Linked DNA regions of Mus musculus: region 2 is linked to region 1. A link is a contact called in public HiChIP or PLAC-seq data. All regions are on one chromosome and are shown on one strand. Each heading gives the region's core, a stretch centred on a gene start, on an enhancer-like site or on the middle of the called end of the contact. The rest is flanking DNA. Distances are from core to core; before and after follow the strand shown.

Region 1 (4,889 bases), core at 1,180-3,679:
CATTGCATATGTACATATTGAAATAGCATACATTGGTCTAACTAATGTATTATGCAAACTTTTTTTTTTAAAAATAATTTGAGAGAGCCTCCCATTATATATCACTGGGTGGCTTGGAACTTGTACCTGGAACTTGCTTTGATCTTCCTGCCTGAATCTCTTAAGTGCTGGGATTAAGGGCAAATGGTACCATACCTAGCTTCAATGCATATTTTTCAATGAGAAGGATAACCTCACCCGGAAACGGAAATGCACGTAGAACTTGTGGGTTTTCGGTGAAGAGTACCACTCCTGTGGTGCCTATGGGAAGCAAGTGGATATTAACAATGGAGGTGTTGTAAGAAAGCAAGCATCCTGACATGGTCTCATCTCCAAGTGTGTTTTCTTTTTTCTGTGGAATGAATGAAGAAATGAATGAAGCCCCTCTGTGTGTGTAAGCAGCTCTATCTAGGGCTAATGCAGAGTCAGTGTCTGTATTGGGTGTACAGTTGCTCATGTGGTTATCAGGTAGGTCACTCTGGAGTATCAGAGTTCTGCTCCTTTCCTCTCATGACCCATGTTTTTGCTGCACTAGTGTACATTTCATGGTACCATTTGAGTCTTCCCTTGGCTAAGTAAATCTATTATCTTGTTTTGTGTCACTAGGATACTTATGGCCATAGCTTATGTTTATTGAATGTTTGCTCTATTCTGTAGGTGGATTTTTTTTTGCAGTTTAGCGCTGATATTAAACCTGTGAAGTAGGCCTGGTCTTCATTTTGCAGATGAGAAAATTGACACATGGAGTGATCAATTACCTTATTCAAGAGTTCAAACCAATGGTGAAACTACATGAGCCCAGGCTGACTGACTCTGAAGTCTAAATTCCTAAGTGTGCCAACCTAATGTCTCCTGAACATAGAAGTTATTGGCCACACACGTATGAGGTCACTGACAATAAATGTCTACTCAGCTTTAAAGAAATTATCTTCCCCCTTTTTCCTTCCCTCCCTTACCCTATCCACTCCACATTCTCCTCTGTTCCTTCTTCTTTATCCCCAACTTCTGCTGTCTAGCCTCGGCTACATCCAATCCTCCTGTCCTTGAGTCCCAGATAGCGTTCATGTTCTTATGGTTTTGTTTTAAGCAGGCCTTCTTTATACTGCCTTCATCAGGGAATTTTATCAGTGCAACAAAAATGTAGCTAATATACCTGGTACTTGCTATAGAGCCCAGGCCACCCTCCAATTTACAGGAATCCTTCTCCCTCAGTGCTCATACTACAATGGTGTTCTTATAGAAAATTGGCCCCAGAGAGTGCTGATGATCACACACAAACACACACACACACACACACACACACACACACACACACACACACACACCACACGTTGTTATATAACATTCTTTGATTGTAATTATGTGGTGACCACAGTATGTGGTATCCAGAGTTTGAAGAGAGCTAAGCAAGTAATTGATGCCCTATGTAAGCACTAGCCTTGTAGTTTTTATTCCTTGAAAAGCCTAGATCGTGGTGATGTTTTTATGTTTGCTGTTGTTTTCTTGCACTGTTGGGGACTGGCCTGAGGCCTTGATTTCGTCTCTGGGGTATGTATAACTCTTGTTTCCCCTCCCTGCTCCCTTCACTTTTTATTTGGGACACGGTCTCAGTCAGTTGTCTGGGTAGGCAACTCATGAGCCCCCTCCTTCTGCTGCCTCTCAGTCTTCCAAGTAGACAGAATTGTAGGCCTGTGACACCAGACCTGACTTTTCTTTCTTTTCTTTCACAATAAGAAGGGATTATCGCATAAAGTCGAGCAGGAAAAGAAGAATGAGAAAGTTGGTCAGGAAGGAAGGGGGATCCTGGCTGAAAGCCTGGATGTGAATCACACCATGGAAGACCTGTCCTGGAGAGAGGGATCTCTGGTAGAGAGAGCAGGAATGAGGAGGGTGTTGTTGGTGGGAGGAGCCTGTGAGGGGGAGCCCATGGTAGGGGCTCCTTGAAGAAGGGCTGTGCACAGGAGAATACAAGCCTTTCCGTGTCCAGCTCTGCACAGTGACAATAGGTTTGTGGGCAGTAATTCTTGAAGTATCTTCTGCCAGGAAAGCTTTTAGAATGTTGAGAAGGTCAAAGGTCATGTGATCCTTCCTGGGGGTTCAGGTCCAAGGACAGAGTCCGCCTCAACAAATGCTTCTTGAGGGCCAGCTGTCTCATTACTGACTTGCCAGTAGCTTAACTAAATATGGTTTGACAATCATTCCACAGGTGTACATGAGATGAACCAATTTTGTAGATTAAGAAACATTGTAGTGAGGTTTCAAGGCTCATGGAGGAATTAAGGAGATGATCTTTAGGAGGTCTGGATCCAAACTCTCAATATTCTCCCTGGCCACTGGTGGCTCTGGGGTTTACTTTCTGAAGATGCTATTCCTCTGGCTCCATTCCTGTCCTGTGATTCACTGAAAAAGAAAAAGCCACAATGTGTTGCCAGGGTGATCGACATCAGCAGGCTTCTGTCTGCCAAAGGTCAGGAAGCCAGTTGAAGCCTGGAGGTAACTCCCAAAGGAGGTAACAGGGCATGGCTTCGGAGGATTAGGGGATGAGTTTGAACTAGCTGAGGGGAGAGGGAGAGGGAGAGGGAGAGGGAGAGGGAGAGGGAGAGGGAGAGGGAGAGGGAGAGGGAGAGGGAGAGGGAGAGGGAGAGGGAGAGGGAGAGGGAGAGGGAGAGGGAGGAGAGGGAGAGGGAGGAGAGGGAGAGGGAGGAGAGGGAGAGGGAGGAGAGGGAAGAGGGGGGAGGGGGAGGGGAGAGGGGGGAGGGAGAGGGAGAGGGAAAGAGGAAGAAGATCAGTTCCCAGCTGGTCACAATGTCCCAAGGGCTTGTCTCCTTTTCCACTGCTCTTTTTGGTGTTTAGAGGCTGCACACCTAGGGCTATGATGACTTTAACGCAGCGTACTGAGGTCCAGAAGCCAGATACAGAGCTAGTTTGACAATCATTGCTTCCTTAAGGATTCTTTTTCAGTCAAGAGTTAGGTCTGACCTACGGTAAGCTGAAGCAAGGTGTGTTTTGAGAGGCATTGAAATGTCAACCCGTGCATACCTGTGACAGTAGTAATAGTACTGACGGTAGCTGCGGCCGTTTAGAAATACAACCTGTGTACGGCACTCACCATAAAACACTTGCAATGCGGATTAACTTACAGCTCCATGAGATGCTACTGAGGTTGGCTAGCCAGACAGGCACATGAAAGAAAGAGGTAAAGTACAAGGTGGCCAAGGCTGGTAAAAGAACAGAGCTGTATTGCAGCAGGTTATCATTGCTGACTGCTCAGACAGTAAAGATTGGAGACCACCCTGAAGCAGCTGAGACCAACATGGCTAACTGTCTGTAGATGCAGACCATTAGGCTTGCAAAATTGTCTGCCTCAGTCATGCATCTGACACTGTGTCCTACTTAAAAACCTCATATAGAGACAGAACAAGGAAGCTGGATGGGGAGGAGCATGCATTTAATTGTAGTGCTCGAGACCTAGATGGATAGCTCCTTTTACAGATAAGCGTCCTTCCTCCTTTCCTCCTTTCCTTCCTTCCTTCTGTCCTCCTTTTTCCTTCATCATCCATTCCTCTTTCTTTCTTTCTTTCTTTCTTTCTTTCTTTCTTTCTTTCTTTCTTTCTTTCTTTCTTTCTTTCTTCTCTCTTCCCTCCCTCCCTCCTTCCCTCACTCCTTCCTTCTTTTTTCCTTTCATTTATTTACTTATGATTGATGGATTGATTTTATAAAGGGAATTGGGCAAGCATAGGGCTTTGAGAGGTGTTGAAATGCCCACCGTTGTAGAGCTGTGAAAATAGTAACAGTACTGAGAGTTATTATTGCATTACTATAGCTGTCTGTATAATGAGTTCTGGGTCAGCCAAGGGTACGTAGTGAAACACTATCTGAGGAAAAAACAAAACAAAACAAAACAAAACAAAACCAAAAGCCAGGCAGAAAGGGGCAGTCCTTTTCTGGGAAAATGCTGAGCTATTCTTAGAATTCCCGCTGGTTTTCTCATCTTGACTCACAAATATTCTGAGTCCATTATAGGCTAACATGAAAGCATGGCCTGGTGGTCAGTAGTCCTAGTTACCTGGGAGCCTGATGCAGGAGGATCAAGAGGTCAAAGCGTGTGTAGACTGCAGTGACTTTAAGGCCAGCCTGGGCAAGTAAGGGAGACTCTGTCTCAAAGCAAAAGAGTCTTGAAAAGGGGATGGAGCTATGGACCAGTAGTAGAATTTTTATCTGGCAAGTATAAGGCACTATGCTTTCCAATTGCCTTTATAACATCAATCCATCAGTCATAAGTAAATAAGTGAAAGAAAAAAGAAAAGGAGAGAGAGAGGGAGAGAGGGAGAGAGGGGAAGAGGAAGAGGAAGAGGAAGAGGAAGAGGAAGAGGAAGAAGAAGAAGAAGAAGAAGAAGAAGAAGAAGAAGAAGAAGAAGAAGAAGAAGAAGAAGAGAGAAGAAGAAAGGAGGAAGAGGAGGAGGGAAGGAAGGAAGGATGAAGGAAAAAGAGCAGAAGGAAGGAAGTTTATCTGTAAAAGGAGCTATCTCAAAATTTCTAAAGTGTATCTCTCTTCTGAGGAGCCCATATATCGTTTGCATGCATCCCTTTGTCCTGTAACAACCCACTTCACAATCCTTTCCTTGTCTCACTTATTAACCCTTTCTTTGATGGAGACAGGTAGCTGGAAACACTGAAGAGTGGTATGGATTAGGTCTGTCCACCTAAAACCTCCCTAACTTTTTGCCAGAACTGATGGTATTAGTTTCATGTTTTTTATTAGCACATATGAATCACCTATAAGATGGGTTTCATCATATTTTCACACATAGATTAATGAATTGATTAATTCAATACTTATTACCGTCTCT
Region 2 (4,404 bases), core at 1,145-3,644, 170 kb before region 1:
GGCAGGCAGTGGGGGGTTGTTATCTACCACATCACAGCTTTCGGGTGTCATGGGTGCACAGCTGACCTCCCAGCTGGAGCCAGCACCTCAGTTCCCAGGCTAGTGTTTACCTTCTTCTCTTCCATTTTCAAGACAGAACTCTGTGCTCTATAAAACTTGCACACACCCAGGGAGGGAACGGGGTCAAGCTAATGTCTCCTTGTTTGCACTTTATCATGGAAAATAAAAACCTCTTCAATCGGGTTTATAGACCACACTCTTGTCCCCAAGCCTGATCTGTGGAGTCCCCAGCCTAACGATTGGTACTAACGATGGAGTTTCCTCCTCCGTAGATGACAGGTATCCTGAGGAGGCAAAAGCTACTGAGGAAACTTCTGTTTAAAATGCCTGCTACTCAGAATGTAGACCAGAAAGAGGAGAGAAGGCGCCTGCTGGGGAAGAAGGGGCAGAGAGGACTCCGCCCCTAAGACTGAGTATGCTTAGTAATAAACCATTTGGGACCAGCAGTGCAACTGTCTGTCAACTGCTGTTGAAACCTGAAAACAGAGTCCTTTTCTTTAAGAATGTAGCGCCCTCCCCCCCCCCAACCCCGCCCCCTAAAGTAGTCCACTCTCCAGTGGCTACTCTCCAGATATCCAAGACTATTTGGACAGCACAAATTGGTCCTGATAGATAAAATTAAAAAAAAAAAAAAAAGTGTCCGTGGGTAGGGAATTGAGGACTGGTCTGAAAAGAGATAGGAGACCAGGCAAATAAGATCAAAACGCATTTCGAGAAACACTCGAAGAATTAATGAATTACCCTTCAAGCTATGCAAGCTGCTGGCTGTTACTGAACGGCCTGGCTTAGCTGACTCCCGTAGGCTGAGCCTGGAATTTTAGAATAAAGCATAAATGAGTTTGAGACCTAGATCTGCTGCTCTTCCTAGAAGGACCTTCATGCATGTGCCTGCCCCTTTCTTAACCTGCTTCCGTTCTGTAAAAGGAGTTTTGTGAAACTTAAATGAGAAGGTGCTCTATCTATCACCCGGGCTAGTAATCAGACTGAGCGGCTATAAATGAAACAGACCCAACTAAAACTGCCTGCGACAAAGAAATGGCTGCTACGGGTTAGGCGCAAACGCCAGAAACAAGTTGAATTTAGCCGCATGCGGATCTGGGACTTTAAATGTAGTCTCAAGACTGGATGCTCACCCTGTGTGTTCTGGCTCCCGTCTTTTACCTTGTGGCTCTGTTTTGTTGTTTCGCCTCATTCTTCAACAGGTTCCAAAACAATCCTAGCAGACATTCTCAAAGATGTAAAACCTGCCTCTCATCAAAGCTCCCTGTGGATGGATCCAGCCCTGAGTCTCTCACTATGGACAAGAAAGAACTGGGGAGCGCATGAGCAAGAGGCCCGGATATGGAGAGAGCATCCTGGGACTAGAGCCCAGCCGAAGCCACAGAAAGTGGGACACGAGCACTTCCCACAAGAAGACATAACCTGATACCCTCTTTCTTTTCTTCTCTTCTCTTCTTTTCAGAAAGTGGCTATGTGTCTAAGCAGATATCCATGCAATCCAATATTATCTCATCTTTTCTAAAAGAGAATGGAGAACCTTTCCTTAGCCTTCTTTAAAGGACCAGAGACAGCAATGTCCAAACCATAGTGTCTGGTGATACTGAGTTTTAAGAGTAACTTTTACTATACAGACTAGAGTAAAATACTGTTGTTCCTCCGGTCACACTAAAGACAACTTGTGGGCTGGCTCTTCTTGTTTGCCTGTGTGGTTTTGACAGATAGGAATTTGTTCTCATTGGCCTGAACCATGTAAGTATGTTGTCTCTGTGTTTCATGTCATGCAAGGGAAGTACGTGTTCAAGTCTACCATGGTTTTAAAACACTGGTTTTCCTTGCACGGTTCCAGAGTGGTGAGGTTGGTTTCATGAAGTTCTCTGAGAGAGCTCCTTCCAGCGGAAATGTCAAAGGCCGCGATTTGCACCTTTGTTGCAAATGAGACAATAGAGAAATGTGGAAAAGCACTCAGATACATAGCACAGCCTAATTAATTAAATTCTTCTTGTGGGTATCAAGGTCCACTCCTGGAGGCGAGCTAGTAAAAACAATGAACTGTGTGGATCTGGCATTTAAAGCCTTGACCACATATTTGCCCATCATCCTGACAGAAATGTCATTGCAGGAAGTTGTTAAAGGGACGAATACCACGGACTTGCAAATTGCCACAGCCCAGAACAGGCGGATTTTTACCCCCATAGAACCCTCCTGTTTTGTGGCTCCACTGTAAAGCTCTGGAAACAAGCAGGCTGTGGGAGGAGCAACCCGAAGGGAGGGAGAGCATTTCTGGGCGTGTCTTGGACCCTGGCCCCTAGCCCCGCCCTCCACAGTGAGCCACAGTTGTAGTGCCTGTGTTTACATTTGTACAAGCTGCTAGGACAGGCCCAGGCAGGGCTAAAGCAGGACCAGGCGCTTCTATCACACGCTGAGCAGAGAATGAGTCTCATTGGGGAAACAGTGAATCTGAGCATTGGGATCCTGCCAGTGGGAAATTCACATGCATGAAGAGACTGGTTCTTGCCCGTAGTTTGAAACAAGTGAAGGAAATAGAAAGGAGGGAACAAAGGACATCAGGAGGAGGAAAAACTCGGCCCCACTGTTATGCCCAGGTGGATGAAAAAGCTGAACTAGGGTTTGAACATACAGGAATCAGAAGTTAATCCATTTTCTGTCGCAAATGTGTTTGCATCGGAAGTTGAAGAGGTTTTGTCATCCTTCATAAACTCGTAATAATTTCTGGGAATATTTCTAAAAGCATGGCAGCTCTGGGAGATCTGGTGCCATCTGGATCATGAAGAGACAAAGCCAGAGTGTGCTAACCTCTGCACCTTCTAGGATTGGCTGTGTGTGCCTTCCCGTGTTTACTATGGCCCAAATTGAGCACGAGACCAGAACTAACAAGGGAGACTGGCCATCCGTGTTCTGAAGTACAGCGCGGGGCATTTGACCTTTTTGTTGTGTAGCCCACTTGCTCACTATGTTCTCCCAATTTCTCGTTGTTTCATTTTGGTAATCCAGGCTGGTATGTATAGAAGATGAATCTGTGTGTGCAGATTCTCCTTCCTCCAACACCTAAGTATAGGAATTAAATAGCATTAAAGGCACACGGGACCACGCTCAGTTTAACGCCGTAGTAGGGATACTAACCAGGGCTTCATTCATGCTAAGCTAAGCAAGCTTTCTACCTATTGAACTACATCCCCAGCTTCACAGGCTTGGTTTTAAAAACAAACAAACAAACAAAAACTGTCCCCACAAGCCACCTGAGCAGTCACCCGCAAACTTCTGAAATAGCTGGAATATACCCCCTCCACCCATGCTATCTCACCACAAAGACCTCCTACTATCTTTCTAGCCAATTTTTTTTTTCCTTTTAGAGGAGCTCTCAAGGGCACACCTCCCTTATCCGACCCAATAGCACATCCCATCCCACAGAAGCCTTGTCTGCATATCCATTCTTTCAAGACACAGAAGAGCTAACTACAAAAGCATCACAAGCCCGCCTCAGCTGACCTAGCAAATCACAAGCAGGACATGTGACCTCTGACTGCTTAAGACACCCGAAGGCTCCCGCTGATACCCGTCCCCACCCCGCACTCCTTATAGAAAAAATAAAGGAAATTATTCACCCCTGGGGCTGTGGTAAAGACAGTGAGTGCAGGCAGATCCTCATTAAGGAGAGCTAAATCTGGCCTGACAGAGTCTTCACACTAGATCTCAGGACCCTGCCCATTGTGGCTCTGTGATTTCTAAGGACTAACAACTCCATACGATGGCCACTTCAGAATCAGAAAGACTGTCGACCACAGGCTGGCAGATGACAATTACCCAATGTGAGACTGGGGCACAAGACTGAGAAGTCAAAGCAAAACCTCACAGTGTCACATGGGTTTATCCTGTTCAGAGAAGCAGTCTTTCTCACGGGGACTAGAAGGAGACCAAAGAAAACCTGAATCACCTAAACTAACTGGGTAAAAACAAAATGTCTTGGGATGCCATGAAAGGTTCTCTTTTGAAACTGGATTCCAGAGCACTTAAACTCCTATTTCATAGGTTTTTTTACTTTTTCTTTTTTTTTTTTTTTTCCAGTCTGGAAAGAAAGAAAAAGAAAAAAGGAAAGCCATTTTCTAGATCTTAAAAAAAAAGTTCATCTCACCAAAGACAAGCTGTTTTCTTCCTTCCTTCCTTTCTTTCTCACTTTCTTTCTTCCTTTCTTTCGTTCTTTTGCAATGGAATCAAATTCTGTCACTTTTTTCAAAGGTGGTGCCAGCCAGACCAGCCGTTCAGATAAGTAGTCAATGACCATTGAACTAATGAGAGCTGAGAAGGGCCAAAAAGCCTGCTTGCCAA

Evidence for each region. HiChIP or PLAC-seq counts read pairs in DNA pulled down with a chosen protein or histone mark.
Region 2: an HNF4G HiChIP or PLAC-seq map of pancreatic cancer cells shows a contact between it and region 1. The contact joins two enhancer-like sites. A contact is called at or near these places in 2 of 484 Hi-C or Micro-C datasets (both in uterus) and 2 of 115 datasets of contacts at active chromatin or transcription factors (CD8 T cells and pancreatic cancer cells).

The regions. Positions count from the first base shown.
Region 1 is chr10:96,555,106-96,559,994 of GRCm38.p6, reverse strand. All of the region lies in intron 3 of Gm33843 (a long non-coding RNA gene), which reads left to right. Among named protein-coding and RNA genes, the nearest start is that of Gm33843, 41 kb to the left of the region's middle. Within about 2 kb of position 2,429, at least 25 of the 459 cell types and tissues checked have an H3K27ac peak or open chromatin away from gene starts, as enhancers often do. A contact at or near this core is called in pancreatic cancer cells, where this site is marked.
Region 2 is chr10:96,720,666-96,725,069 of GRCm38.p6, reverse strand. All of the region lies in intron 2 of Gm33897 (a long non-coding RNA gene), which reads right to left. Among named protein-coding and RNA genes, the nearest start is that of Gm33897, 7.1 kb to the right of the region's middle. Within about 2 kb of position 2,394, at least 146 of the 459 cell types and tissues checked have an H3K27ac peak or open chromatin away from gene starts, as enhancers often do. A contact at or near this core is called in pancreatic cancer cells, where this site is marked.